4 separate regions of the Mus musculus genome follow, and all the other regions are linked to region 4. A link is a contact called in public Hi-C, HiCAR-type and HiChIP or PLAC-seq data. All regions are on one chromosome and are shown on one strand. The core of a region is the stretch at or near the end of the contact, and the rest is flanking DNA. Distances in the headings are between cores, read along the strand shown. Region 1 holds the start of Sdhaf4 (succinate dehydrogenase complex assembly factor 4). Region 2 holds the start of B3gat2 (beta-1,3-glucuronyltransferase 2 (glucuronosyltransferase S)). Region 3 overlaps Adgrb3 (adhesion G protein-coupled receptor B3). Region 4 holds the start of Lmbrd1 (LMBR1 domain containing 1).

Region 1 (3,559 bases), core at 291-2,790, 670 kb after region 4:
GGACCTGGAGAAGGGTAGAGGCAGACATGTAGACGGTGGGAGCAGAGCTATGAGCGCAGAGAAGAGGATGGAGCACAGAGAAGGACAGAAAGGAATGTGGGAGCAGAGCTGGAGGTAGTAGCAGGGGAAGACAAGCTGTTGCTAGGTCCCTGGGAGGCGTCTAGTGGAATCGCCTATAATCTAACACAGTTCAAACATAATTATTTAAGAGCAAGTTGCTACCTTCATAATTGGATAGGTGAATTGATTCTCTTGAAGTCAGCTCTGTCTCCCAGGCTGCTTAATACTATAGTGCAGGTTGAGAGCTGGTAAGATGGCTCAGGAGTTAGGAATATGGGCTGCTCTTTCAGAGGACCTGAGTTCCATTCCTAGTAACCACATGGTGACTCAGGACTATCTATAGAGGGATCTGATAACCTCTTCTGGCATGCAGGTGTACATGTAGACAGCACTCCTGCATTAAAAACAAAAAATACAAACAACACAAAACCACTCTAGTGATGAAAGACACAGATCAAGTCAGTCACGAGTTGCTAAGTTAGTGGTGCTAGCCAGTAAGTCCTGGGAGGAGAAAGACAGTTCAATGTACATTGGTGCCTTTGTTCTTATCACTGTGGCTATTGTATTAATGGAGCCACTGAGAAACACAGCTGTGCTAGGAGGAAGGTGAGGTGATCAAGGTGTTCTTGGGGGTCAGCACTCTTGACCGCAAGATGGGAATTTAATGGACCACTCGTCTGACCAGCTATGAGTTTGGTTTGTTTTCTAATAATGGGGGGAAACTTTTAGCTGTCATATTTCAAGGGTTTTAAGCTCAATATTTTTAAAAGATCTCTTTTGTACGAGTGCTTTGCTGGTATGATGTAAGTATGTTTGCAATGTATGTTTGTATGTATGCAAGTTTGCATGCCATGTGTATGCCTAGTGCCAACAAAGTCCAGAAGAGTGTGTCAGACATTCCGGAATTGGGGTTAGAAACTAGTTGCCATGTTGGTGCTGGGAATAGAACCCAGGTCCTCTGAAAGAGAAGCCATCTCTCCAGCCTGTGTTTTAAAATAATTTCTAACAGATCCCTGTCATGGAACAATCTCAATAATCAATTCACATGACAATATTTGAACGTACTAAAATTTTTTCAAAATGTGGGAATCTTCAATCTAATTAAATGTTTTATGTTAGGTATTTTTAACTACAGATTTATGGAGCAATTAAATTAGGGTGATTCAAGTTTCCATCTCTGTATTGGACTTTGAACTTCCCTCCTTAAAGCATCATACACTAAGGTGGTGTGAACTCTAGAATTTATTACTTTCGTGCAGGCTTTTGGTTTTGTCTTTTAAGTCCATCGGAATAGCTAAGAGCGCTGCCCAGGTACTGCGCAGGACCAAGGGCGAGGACTTGTGAGGACAAGGCACTGCAGGATTACCCGAGGCAGTTGAGCAGTTGAGGATTTCCAGGGACACAACGAAGCTCCGCCCTTCTCTGCCCTCGTTGACGCCTGCGCAGAGGGCGCGGGCTCCCCTGTGGAGCGCCCCTCCCACCTTGGTGCGCGTGCGCAGACGCTGTGGGAGCCGGCGCAATGGTCTCCACGACCCTTTCCGTTTCACGGATGACTTTCGTCTGGAGAGCAGCAAGTAAGGCCATCCGCCCGGGGTCCTGAGAGTTGGGGGCCCGCGTGGGAAGCCGAGTTCCGAAATGCGAGGGCGCAGGCGCGGAGACGCTGCCGCGGTGGCTACAGAAGCATTAGCGGTGCTTGGCGTAGGGTTTTCGAAAAGCGCCTCGCTCTTAGATGCGGCTAGAAAAATACGGAAAAGACCAGTGTCATTAATTTACAGGTTTATTTACATCAAGAATAATTTATACCCGGACAAGGGACGCATGCCTATAGACCCAGCACTAGGCTGGCAGAGGCATGAGGATCTCTGAGTTCAAGGTCAGCCTGGTTCAAACGTTGGGGAAGTGCACACGTAGAGCAAAGAACAAAATAAAAATTTCACAAAGCCAAGAACTGTTAGAAGAGATGCCCTCGTCTTTCTGTAGAAGCTAAAGTTTTCAGAACTATTGCATTCTTTCTCAATATACCCCTCAATTATCATATCAAAGAGCACGCAGAATGCAAGTTTACTTGATGATAACCCTGAGAAGTTTTGTAAACCAAAGACAGAATTACTGCTTTCATAACAAGTGGCCTGGTTTTTATTTTACTTTTTAATGTTTCCCTTCACATATTTAATACCTGTTGGCTGCTAAAATCTTAAATGATCTGTGAGAATTATAGAAACCGAAAGGGTCGCTCCAAATCCTTATTACTGTTTATCCAGCATTCCAGTGTTTTGAAACAAAAGAAACATTAACAAACCCGTGTACAAATGTGATAGACCTTTTCCATTAAGTGCCTGTATGAGGTTTTCTTCCTGGAAAGGATTTTATGCTGATTGTATTCATTGCTTTTTCTAACAACTCACAGTTCAAGATCATACCACCCTGAAATGTACCCTCGTGGATACTTGGACAATTCTAGAAACATCAGTATAGGCTGCTACACCTGCTGGTGTGTGTTTCCCCATGCCCCAGCACAATGGATCCTTAATGGATGCTGATTTAATGATTCTGCTGTCAGGATCAGGGCAAGCCAGGTGCTTCCTTAGTCAAGGGATTGAAATTAAAACCCATACTGATTATAAAGTAGCAAGGACACTTTATTTAAACCAGAGTGAAGGAGGCCTGATTCGTTGCCTCTGGTCTTTTATGGAGCTACAGGAAGAGGATAAGAGTAAGGGGCATATAGCTTGGGCGGTTTGCACTCTGATTGATATTTTAGGCAGCATTATCAATTTTGTGTATGTTCCTTCCCATAATGCATCTGACTTCAATAATACACCTGCCAAAATTGGCATGACATAGTAAATAAAAGATTTTCCTTAAAGAAAAAATACACTTTTTTGGCTCAGTTTATCTTACTGAATGTTTTACTGGCTGGTTTTGTGCGCCAACTTGACACAAGCTGGAGTTATCACAGAGGAAAGAGCCTCCCTTGAGGAAATGTCTCCATGAGATCCAGCTGTAAGGCATTTTCTCAATTAGTGATCAAGGGTGCGAGGGCCCATTGTGGGTGGTGCCATCCCTGGGCTGGTAGCCTTGGGTTCTATAAGAAAGCAAGCTGAGCAAGCCAGGGGAAGAAAGCCAGTAAGAAACACCCCTCCATGGCCTCTGCATCAGCTCCTGCTTCCTGACCTGCTTGAGTTCCAGTCCTGACTTCCTTGGTGATGAACAGCAGTATGGAAGTGTAAGCTGAATAAACCCTTTCCTCCCCAACTTGCTTCTTGGTCTTGATGTTTGTGTAGGAATAGAAACCCTGACTAAGACAGTGAGTAAGCACCAAAACCCAGTATAGGCCAGATGGGCCTTTCTGGCCCTGTATTGGAACATGGGGAGAGTACAAATGAATAGAATCTGTCTAGGTTTGTTATTTAGAGAAGAGAAAAATCCCATTGTCCAAAGATGGATGTACATACATCCTGGTGTTTGGAGGTATCTTATGTCACTAAGAGGTTGTTAG
Region 2 (3,464 bases), core at 210-2,709, 920 kb after region 4:
TCCACGCCGAGTGCGGGATGCGTGCTCGAAGGGACTGAGAACTCAAAAGTGTACAGGAAGCACAAAGGGCATGCAGACCTTCGGGGCCCAACCGCCCCTTGTCCCCCCTCCCCCCCACACACACCCTACACCCCACCATCGGCGCTGGACCACTACCTCCTGGAAGAGCTCCAGACTGTACGTGTTGTCATCGTCGGCGAAGAAGAGCACGCCGGGTTGCGCGCTCTGATGCTGATGCCTCTGGCGCAGCCAGGCGAGGCCCGCGTTGCGCTGTTCGGTGGCGCGCGGCAGCCACGGTCGCTTGTAGCGCCGCGGCGTGGGCACATGCAGGTGCGTGTTGGGCAGGCCGGCCCGAGCTAGGAAGCTGCTCACCAGCTCGCTGCGCGTCGCCCGGTCCTCCACCAGGATCCAGTGCAACTGCGCCACCTGGCGGAAGGTGTTGGCCAGGCGAGTGAGCTCGGCTTTCTGCACCGGGCGACTGTAGGTGGGTGTGATGGCATAGATGGTGGGCAAGCGCGGCTCCGGCTGCAGCTGAGGCCGAGACTCGTTCCGCTTCTCGGCAGCGTCACGCCCGGGGCTACTCCGTCGGAGCGGGACTCGGGAGCCCCCGCAGCCCACTGCATGGGGAGAGAAGTAGGGACGGGAAGTGAGTTGGGGCGCGGGCCTGCGGGGGTCCACGTCCAACATGATGATGACAATCAGGATCCAGGGCAGGAGGATGAAGAAGCGGCTGCACAGCGCGGACTTCATGGTGCGCGCTCCCCAGCGTCTCGGACACCACCCCCTGCAAGGACTAGGCTCCGGGTAGGGGACCTCTGTGTGCAGTTAGGACAGCGGCAGCGTCTGCAATCAGGGAGAAGCCGCAAGCGCGCTCCCCTTCCGGACTGGGGCGTTGCGGGGACCTGGGCGTTGTGGGGTCGGCGCAGATGCAGGGCAAGCTAGAACTCCAGGGGGTGCAGGAGGACCGGCTAGGGTCTTGGGTCACTCTGGATGAAGTCGGCGGGAATCTGGACACGGTCCAGCCGCACTCCGCAGGTCCCGGAGTTGTGCCGAGTGCAAGCCAGGCGGCGGTCCCCGCTGCGCTCTTTTCCCGAGTGCGAGCCTGGAACGTACCAGGCGTTGTACCTTGCCGCTCCTGTCCCGCGTCGCTGAGGGCTAAGAGGATCCAGCTGCTGGCCTGGGCGAGCGTTCCGGGACCCCTTTGAAGGCGGTTGCCGGGAATGCTGAGGGCTTTCCTCCGTCACATGTCGGCCGGTGCAGCTGCGATCCCGGGTGGACACCGAGGATGCTGCGTCCCTAAGCTCCCGTTCGAGCGCCGCGGCAGAAACCTGTGCCGCTCTCTCCTTCTCGGAACCTCTCCCGGCTCCAGACAGCAAGATCCCAAAGCAGGGAAAGAAAGAAAAAGCGAGGGGGCGGGGGCGCTGCAGACTCGGGCGTCCTCCTAGTGCTCCGGTGGGAAGATAGCAGCGCTGCTACTGGCGGAGAGGGGCTGCGGGGCGGAGGCGGGAAGGGCCAAGGCTCTCTGCGGGGTCTGAGCCCGGTGGCACCAGGCGCTGCCTGCGGGCAGAGGCAGGGGGAGGGAGGAGGATCTCTGCTGGGTTGCGCGACCTCTGCCTGGGGTGTGTGTGTGTGTGTGTGTGTGTGTGTGTGTGTGTGTGTGTGGAGGTGGTGGGTGCTGTTTTCAGATCGCCCCAGGGTTCAGCTCACTGAACTGCTGCAGGGTCTTTGGAGATCAGCCAAGGAAACCCATTCACGTGTGACAAGTCCGGAGTCCTAAAGAGGGCAGAAGGAGAAAGAGGGAGGGGACAAAGCGGTCCTTCCCTGGCTTGAGGGTTGGTGTACAGAACCTCAGCAAAGAGAACCACTTTCTCTTGAAAGGCAGAAATCAATAGAATCCCACAGAGATGGAGGGGGTGCCGCACATAGGTGTCTGGCATGTGTGCCAGCCCATTCCAAGGAATCAATCGCAACTGCTCGGCCACAGTTGGATCTGTGGGGGACATTTTGACAACTCCGGCTGAGTATGTGTAACTTGCTTTTGTTCATGTTGGAGCCTTCCCAGTTTGCAGGCACAGGAATTATCCCCCAGGACCATCCCTGTAATCCTTTCAAGGAGGCTTTGGAGGTGGAATCACCTTCATTTTCTGGATGAAGGAGCAGAAGATGGAGACTTAAGGGAATTTCCTGAGGTCAGTGGTAACTGACTTAGTGGAAATAGAACGTGGGCGTCCTGGATAGAACCCACTGCCTCTTCACTGCACATCATCAGCACAGCCTGGCTGTGAGTGACCGGTCTTCCTAGGTGATGCCATCAGATCAAGTGGGTCAGAGGATGGCAAGCGGAAATACCTGGAAGACCCTCTCATATATAGAGAATCTATTAGCCGAACGAACCCCAGGCTGTTCTCATTCCAAGCACATTCCAGGGAGTCTGAGGAAAGCACCCCCACCCCCAATGAATCATTTCTGATTCCGTTTTCCTCCGCAACCCGACTTTCTCTGTCGCATGAAAATCCTTTTGACTATGTTCCTGAGGAACAAGCAGCACGCTGGGGCAGATCCTCCACCTTCACGTGGCTGTGTCCTGCATCTTGGGTTCGGTGTCTGGCACTGCGCACCTGTGAATTTTCACAACTACTCTCTTATGTTGTGGGGTAGTCACTAGAGAAGACTGCTCCGACTTGGGTTGAAGCAAATATATAAAGCATTTATTAGCCAGCCGGTGACTACATTGGGTGTTTGAATCCCAAGGTAGCGCTGAGGCTTTCTCAGGGTGAGCGTTTAAGCAAACAACAACAACAACAACACCAAAAAACAAAAAAATAAAACAAAACAAAAAACCAAACCTAAACAACAAAAGCCACGTTCTGGGTTGACATACTTCAGTTAACAAGAACAGTGCGTCAGAATCGGAACTACAAAAGGTAAAAAGCAAGGTTAGTGCATTTTGAGACTTCCCGTGACTATATGGACTTTGATGGATTGGGCCTTTGTTTCCGTTTTGGCAGGTGGTACGGTCTACATGCTGAGCTTTATACCCTGAACGGTGCTTCCGCCGAGGCAGTTGTGTTAAGGTCTAGGTGCCTACTAGGGGCCTTGTTACACTTAGATACAGACATCTAATAGTGAGTTCTCAAACGTTCTCCCTTTCTCCACAAACCAACTAAGTCCTAGCCTTCAGTCCCACCTTTCCTGTGTCACCCAGAGCCCAATGTTGTGCAAAGTGGTGAGGCCAAGATCCTAAAACAGTGATCCCATTAGACTCCCTGCTGTATTCTACCTCAGAGTGTGATGGCTGTGCCAGCATCCCAAGGGGAAGAAAACTGAGGGGAATCTCTACAGACTTTTCTTAAACTCCAGACAGTAACACACAAATGTGTCCAATCCCCTTCTCTTTCCCAAAGTTGTTATGAATCCTTCCCAACTTTGTTGGACATCTCAAATTCGGTTGAAGAGAGATGCCT
Region 3 (3,226 bases), core at 367-2,866, 830 kb before region 4:
TTTAAAGTAACAAAGAAGGTATTTGGGAAGTCTAAAGGAAGCTACTGAGGAGTTAGAACTCTAAAATCCAACTTTTACTGATACCCACACCATGTCTACCTCCACAGGGGACCTTCTTCCTTGTAGCCTCATTGCGACATTTGTAAAGGAGACAGAAGTGTGCTGACCTGTGATGACATGTGCAATTCCAAATTAATCCACTTTGCAAATAAAATACAATGTCAAGATGTAATGTGTGCAGTTGCATTTTTGATCAACAATATAGAAATGTAAAGAGGGTTCATATGTTCTGAGATAGAATGTACAATATTGAGGGAGTCTCATTGTTTCATGATTCATTATACAAGGTAGATAGATAGATAGATAGATAGATAGATAGATAGATAGATAGATAGATAGATAACGATTAATGGAAAACGAGAACATTAGTTTGAAGAAAGCAAGGAGGCGTATCCAGATGAGAGGTTTGGATGGAGAAAAGGAAAAGGGTGATACTATAATCTCAAAAAATAAAAGAAATAATTAAAACAATAATTTGGTAGTATGTTATTCTTAAATTTTCCATTATAATTTTTAATTTGTAAATAAATTGCGATTATAAAATCAGTATGACATAAAGATTAAATCAAAATGTTTTCATAACTTGGCCTGTGGATACAGCTCAGTGGTAGAGCACCTGCCTAGTACTGCTTGACTGGTTGTGTGTTTGTGTGTGTGTGTGTGCCTATGTGTGTGTGTATATACATATTTCTTAGTGTCATCAACAATTTCAAAGCAGAGCTGGTTTGTTGAAAAATTAACATCTAAAAGTTCAATGAATTTTGAAAGATTGTTGATCAATATATTTGAATGTGTTCATTTGTTTGAAAACATCATTGACATATCAATAAAAGCCTGTACACTATGAAGCTTTTAAAGACCCTGTTGGTTCTTTTAAAAGAACCGTTGGGAGACTGTTCAATGAGACCTGGTGGTTTCTTTATAAGCACATCTCTAACATGTCTGTAAATAATATCCTTTATAGAAGAAAAAGAATTTCACATTTAGATGCATTGGAGGAATGTTATTGCCAACATTTGAAAACATAACCACAGCTGACATACATATTTCTATATCTTAAATTCCAGCACCTTATGAAATATGCCCAGAGGATTATCTTATATCAATGGTGTGGAAAAGGACTCCTGCAGGCGACCTGGCATTCAATCAATGTCCACTGAATGCCACAGGTATAGTAAGATGACACACCCATAGCAAATAATGCTTATATCCCAGATGCATGCTACATTTGCTTAGCACATCCTGCCTTTGTCTGCATTCTATAAATAAATATGGCCAATAAGCAGTTGATAGAACAGTATTTGTAACATGCTTCATAAATGCAGTCAATTAAGAGATTTCAAAAATGTTGCCGATGCATTGCATCCTCGGTATGATGCTTGAATTTAAAAAACAAAAACAAAAACCCAAACACTACAAAATCATGTGAATGTTTTCTAAAGCAAAAAGAAATAGCATAAACCCAGTTTGCAGTCTGCCTCCCAGTGCTATGCCTTCTAGCATCCTGCTATAAAGCGTCTCTCTGTTCTTTGTGACTCGCAGGCACCACTAGCAGACGCTGCTCTCTCAGTCTTCATGGAGTGGCCTCCTGGGAACAGCCGAGCTTTGCAAGATGCATATCCAATGAGTACAGACACTTGCAGCATTCAGTAGGTGCAAAGCCAGCTTTAGTACTTGCTCTGTTTATTTTTTCCTAATGATCACTATGTGAGAATTTAACCTTCTGTTGTATAATCAAATCAGTAAAAACCTCTGAAGAAATGCCCCAAGGAAAAAAGGGGTGGGATAGGAAGCTGATTTCTGTGAGCGTGATCTAAATTGTTTTGTTCCTCGAGCTTGGGTTTTTATGGATCCTGGCAATTTAAATGAAAATATTCCCTTTCTGATGGGAGAAAGGGCCAGAGCAAAATCTTTCTCAGATTTACATGCAGTAACCCAGTTATGTATCATGATTGGTTCAAGTCTTCATTAAATACTACATGATTATTTCAAAACATTGTACATTTTAAATTAAACGTCTTTCACTTTGCAGTAATTGGAGAAGGACAAAGCTGTGTTACTTAGATGTCAAATTTCTTGTGCAGTTTAAAATATGAAGAAAGTGATGGTTCCTTGCACCACAGAAGATAACGTGGCCAGATTTTCCAAAAATGACTTTTCCCCTCCAGAAACCATTGAATTAGTCACAGAAGATGATATTCAAAATAGCAATCACATTTCTGTATTTTAAATTCCAGCTCCTTATAAAATACGCCCAGAGGATTATCTTATGCCAATGGTGCAGAATATTTTGAATACAATTAAGTTCTGCTTAGTCTTGCTCAAGTGCAAGTCATTGTCATTATTCAGAGGATGCTGTCATCTCATCCTGGCAGTCATGAAGTCCTCCACACACAGGCATGGTGGACAATGCGGAGAATGGAAAGAAAAAGGGAGCCAAACACAGCGGTGTTAAGAGACTCCATGCTGTACTTGACTTCTGTCTTGTTTTATGTTCTCATTGTCAGTCAAAACATACACACACACATACACGCACACACACAGTGAACATATTGTTGCTTGTGTATGAAAAGGGTACCTTATGCAATAACTACAACACCTAATAGAATGAGTACTTACTTATTTAACTACCAGAAAAACAAAACACTCATTTTAGAAAGTCTAAACCAAAGGCTATCTAGTGCATTGCATTCATATATCAAATTAGCTATGTAATTGATGACCATTTAAATGTATAGTCTTATGTATTCCATTGCTCATACAAATTTGTTTGTATGTATACATCAATGAGTTATTATTTGGCTACATGAAGCCTTATTTTATCATATACATGTTTATATTACATAAAAATGTTTATTTTATCATAAATATACTTTTTCATGTTATATAATGTATACTACAGAAATACACAATTTTATACTTTCTATATAACCAAATGTCAATTCTAGATAATGTTTGGCTTTAAAAATTTAAATATAATATATATGTTAAGTATAATATATATAATATACATATATATTATATACTTTTCTACATGACAGGATTTAATATATACATAAATTTATGACACATTAAAATATGTGAGCATAATATATAAACTCTCTTTTAATAATATCTATCACTGATTCAGACCATTATATTTCAGAATTACAAACAGAATAGTTAT
Region 4 (3,152 bases), core at 89-2,588:
CATTAATCAAGATACTCCAACTCTACGTTCCTGCTGGTAACATGCTTATTTTTCACTAAACATATGGGCTGGGAAAGCCAGTGAATTCTCTCCTAGTACAGGGCTAGATAGCCTCCCTCCAGGACACAAGCTAAGCATGGCCCAGGGCAATGGGATTTGTTAAAGTGAAGGGAGCATGCCAGTACTAAGACTGAATTTAGGGTTCCTGAACATGCAAGGCAAGTGTCGTGTGCGTGTGTGTGTCTGTGTGTGTGTCTGTATCTCTGTGTGTGTGTGTGTGTGCGCGCGTGCGCGCGCTACCTGATGAAAAACTGAAAAACTTGACTACCTGAACAAACTACCCAAGGGTCAGTATAGGGAATCTGAAACACATCGGACGAGTTTCAAAATGCAAACACTAACTGACCATAGGACTGAAGTCTTTGTAGAGTGGGGAAGGATTTGACAATATGAAATGTCATAAGAGAAGCAAACTAAACGAAGTCAGAAAGTAACAACCAGGTCACTCTGAGTCACTACAGTTGGGTTTTGTGCACCCAATGATCAGAGAAGTCTGGAAAAGAAGGCACCTGAGGTCAGACAGGTAATAACCTCCCGCCTGGCCAAGCGGCTCTACAGCGTTCTAAGTGGAATGTAATACCTAGAACGTGACACTCACGTCATCAAGGCAGAATCGCACAATGGGCGCGGGGAAACAAGGGGGGGCGGGGGGGGAAGGAGGCATTTAAACAAATAAACAATTGATTCTGTCAGAGCCCAGAAGCCTGGCCCAGAGGCGGTGAGGACTCCAATTCAAGCCGTGATCACGCCTTTCTCCACCCCGAGGGTCGCTCGTCCCCAAACTCACCCGCCAGCTACATTCTCAGACAAGAGACAGAAGCTGGCTGAAGTTAGGAAGGAGACCGCGGAGGATCAGCGCCTCTTCGCCTTCCTCCGGAGACCCTCGCGGACCCAGCAGAGAGCAGGGCGGGCGAGGAGGGTCCCCGACAGGCGAGGCCAGCGCTGGCCCGCCCTCCTCCTCCTCCCACCCCCTCACCCTGGGAGAACTCGGAGCGCCTCCCCTACCAGGAGCAAGAGGCCGAAGATGCACCAGCCGATCACCAGCTCGGCCGCCGCCGCCGCCATCTTCGCTTCCGGTCCGGATAAGCCCAAAGGGGTGGGGAGGGAAGGCACGGGACGGGACGGGACGGAACGAAGAGGGACCCGGAACTGCGCAGCCTAAAGGTTAAAGGGGCGGAGGGGCAGAGCGGAGGGTTGCCAAGGAGACCCGGCCCGCGAGCGTCCCCTGGCGACCAGCCGAGCCGAGGCGGGGCGCACCCGACGCACCGTGACGTCACCACGCTGCCCGCCCACGCGCGGCCTGCGTGCCACTTGATCTTGCTGGCACTCTAGGAGCTTTACGGAGGCAGGGCTGTGTCTGTGCCTCTGAATGTAGAGTGACATTACGGGTTTTCATTGCTTCCAAAAACAAGGTTTTGATCCCATTATGCAATCAGAAGTCATCCTGGTGCAGGAATGACTCAGAATAAAAGAATGTCATCTGCCCAGATGACTTTATAATTTGCTGATGACCAGGTCACGTCATTGCTTGACGGCACTGTGCTACCACGTGATGTTTCGTTTTGTTTTGTTTTTTCCATCTGCGCGTACCTGTGAATTTCCATGATGGTTTCATACAATTAAAATGTCCGAGTCTATGAACTGTAGGTGCTAATAATATGCTCAAGTGAACAAAACAGAGATTGTTGTAAATCTTATGTGAAGCTGAGGGAAAACCTGGGATGCTTGCCTGGGTCCCGTGGTGTATTAGTGTGTATTTAAATTGAATAAACAAACCCCGGCGTGATATTTAGTTTTGATTGTGGACGTTTGTCTGTGGGCTTGATACAATGCAGAACCATCTCGGAAGACTCAGTGACAAATTGTCTCGAATACATTGTCCTGTGGGCTTGTGAGGGATTTTTTCCTTTAATTGGGCTGAGGTGAGAAGCCCCACCCTGAATGTGGGTGGTAACATTTCCACATCCCTGGACCAGAACTGAAGACTTACTTAGCATGCGTGCATAACTCATTGCTGTGTGCGCTTGACCTTGGATGTGAGTAGCCACCTCTAGTTCCTGCTGTCTATAACATCACCACAACAATGCGCTGAAACCTTGCACTGTGAACCCAATAAACACTTCCATCCTTAGGACACTAAGACACTTAGGATGCAGTCAAAACAGTTTATGGATGAACTCCATCGTCGCTATAGTTTATTCTGCTGTGATATTATTACTCACCTTGGTCTTATTTCTGACTGGAAGTCTGCAGTAGTTAAGGGTTGGGTAGAAGTGTCGAAATGAGAAGAAAGTGGAAACAGAATGTGTTTTATATGAACCGGTCCCATCAGAAACTCTCTGGTGGAAGTGTGTGTCCGTCTCTGAGATCTCATGTGTGTCCCCAAGTGCATCACCAACAAGTCATGCTTGTGCTTTACTTCTTGAGCCAATGCCTTTTAACCCTTCTGTAGTAGGCTTGCTGGTTAGAGGAGATATCAAAAACCACCTGAGACCAGTCATCCCTGTTGTCTTCAATGGCCCAAATCCTCTTTGAAAACGATCACATAATCAGTAATTTTGTGAGCACAAGCTGTTCCTCCTGAAGCTGCATTTCCCTAATTCTGCCATGGAACAAATAACTTACTTTTGCATATTTCCATAGGATTCAGATCCCATTCCACATTGGTATGAATCAGACAACACCTTTCTCTATATCGTAGTATTATGTCCATTTTCAAATAGGTTCCTTGAGACCTCTTCCATTAGGCAGTTGTCCATCACTAAGTGAAAGTACTTGAGATAATCAATTTATAAGTCTTATTATGGTTTATGATTTCAGAGGTTAGAACCCATGGTTATCCAATCTATTGCTTTGACTCATGGTGTCTTACATGGTATATTATGTAAGACTGTGTGGTAGAGAAAAACTTTACCTCATGGCAGCTGAAGAACAAAAATAGAGGAAGCGACTGAGTCCACTTGTGGTGGTTTTGTAGTTCTACCTCCTCTGTTTCCTCTCTAAAGTATCCAGACACAGCTGATACACACCAGGTTTGAAGGATGAAGCAGCATTCGGAACCAGTGGGGTCTACAGGACTCCAGTCTAGTGTG

What was found. Hi-C and Micro-C count contacts between places; a contact is called where the count stands out from the background. HiCAR-type assays count read pairs that join an accessible place to other places. HiChIP or PLAC-seq counts read pairs in DNA pulled down with a chosen protein or histone mark.
Region 1: a contact with region 4 is called in a Hi-C map of CD8 T cells, with 4 times the contacts expected there. The contact joins the promoter of Sdhaf4 here to the promoter of Lmbrd1 in region 4. A contact is called at or near these places in 5 of 484 Hi-C or Micro-C datasets (CD4 T cells, CD8 T cells, the G1E-ER4 cell line and 2 more) and 1 of 9 other capture datasets (liver).
Region 2: a HiCAR-type map of astrocytes shows a contact between it and region 4, with 2.3 times the contacts expected there. The contact joins the promoter of B3gat2 here to the promoter of Lmbrd1 in region 4. A contact is called at or near these places in 1 of 39 promoter capture datasets (pre-B cells) and 1 of 115 datasets of contacts at active chromatin or transcription factors (astrocytes).
Region 3: an H3K4me3 HiChIP or PLAC-seq map of forebrain shows a contact between it and region 4, with 6 times the contacts expected there. The contact joins the enhancer-like site here to the promoter of Lmbrd1 in region 4. A contact is called at or near these places in 3 of 39 promoter capture datasets (frontonasal cranial neural crest, hippocampal neurons and stem cell-derived epiblast-like cells), 1 of 484 Hi-C or Micro-C datasets (the N1E-115 cell line) and 2 of 115 datasets of contacts at active chromatin or transcription factors (embryonic hindbrain and forebrain).

Annotation. Positions count from the first base shown.
Region 1 is chr1:24,003,621-24,007,179 of GRCm38.p6, reverse strand. It overlaps Sdhaf4 (succinate dehydrogenase complex assembly factor 4), which reads left to right and starts at 1,540. Exons shown (of 3, transcript NM_026503.3): 1 at 1,540-1,634. The coding sequence starts at 1,580.
Region 2 is chr1:23,759,921-23,763,384 of GRCm38.p6, reverse strand. It overlaps B3gat2 (beta-1,3-glucuronyltransferase 2 (glucuronosyltransferase S)), which reads right to left and starts at 1,459. Exons shown (of 4, transcript NM_172124.2): 1 at 157-1,459. The coding sequence starts at 750.
Region 3 is chr1:25,502,916-25,506,141 of GRCm38.p6, reverse strand. Adgrb3 (adhesion G protein-coupled receptor B3) reads left to right here. Exons shown (of 31, transcript NM_175642.4): 8 at 1,128-1,229; 9 at 1,603-1,709. Among named protein-coding and RNA genes, the nearest start is that of Gm25294, 53 kb to the right of the region's middle. Within about 2 kb of position 1,616, at least 45 of the 459 cell types and tissues checked have an H3K27ac peak or open chromatin away from gene starts, as enhancers often do. A contact at or near this core is called in forebrain and hippocampal neurons, where this site is marked.
Region 4 is chr1:24,676,730-24,679,881 of GRCm38.p6, reverse strand. Lmbrd1 (LMBR1 domain containing 1) reads right to left here and starts at 1,338. Exons shown (of 16, transcript NM_026719.2): 1 at 1,066-1,338. The coding sequence starts at 1,125.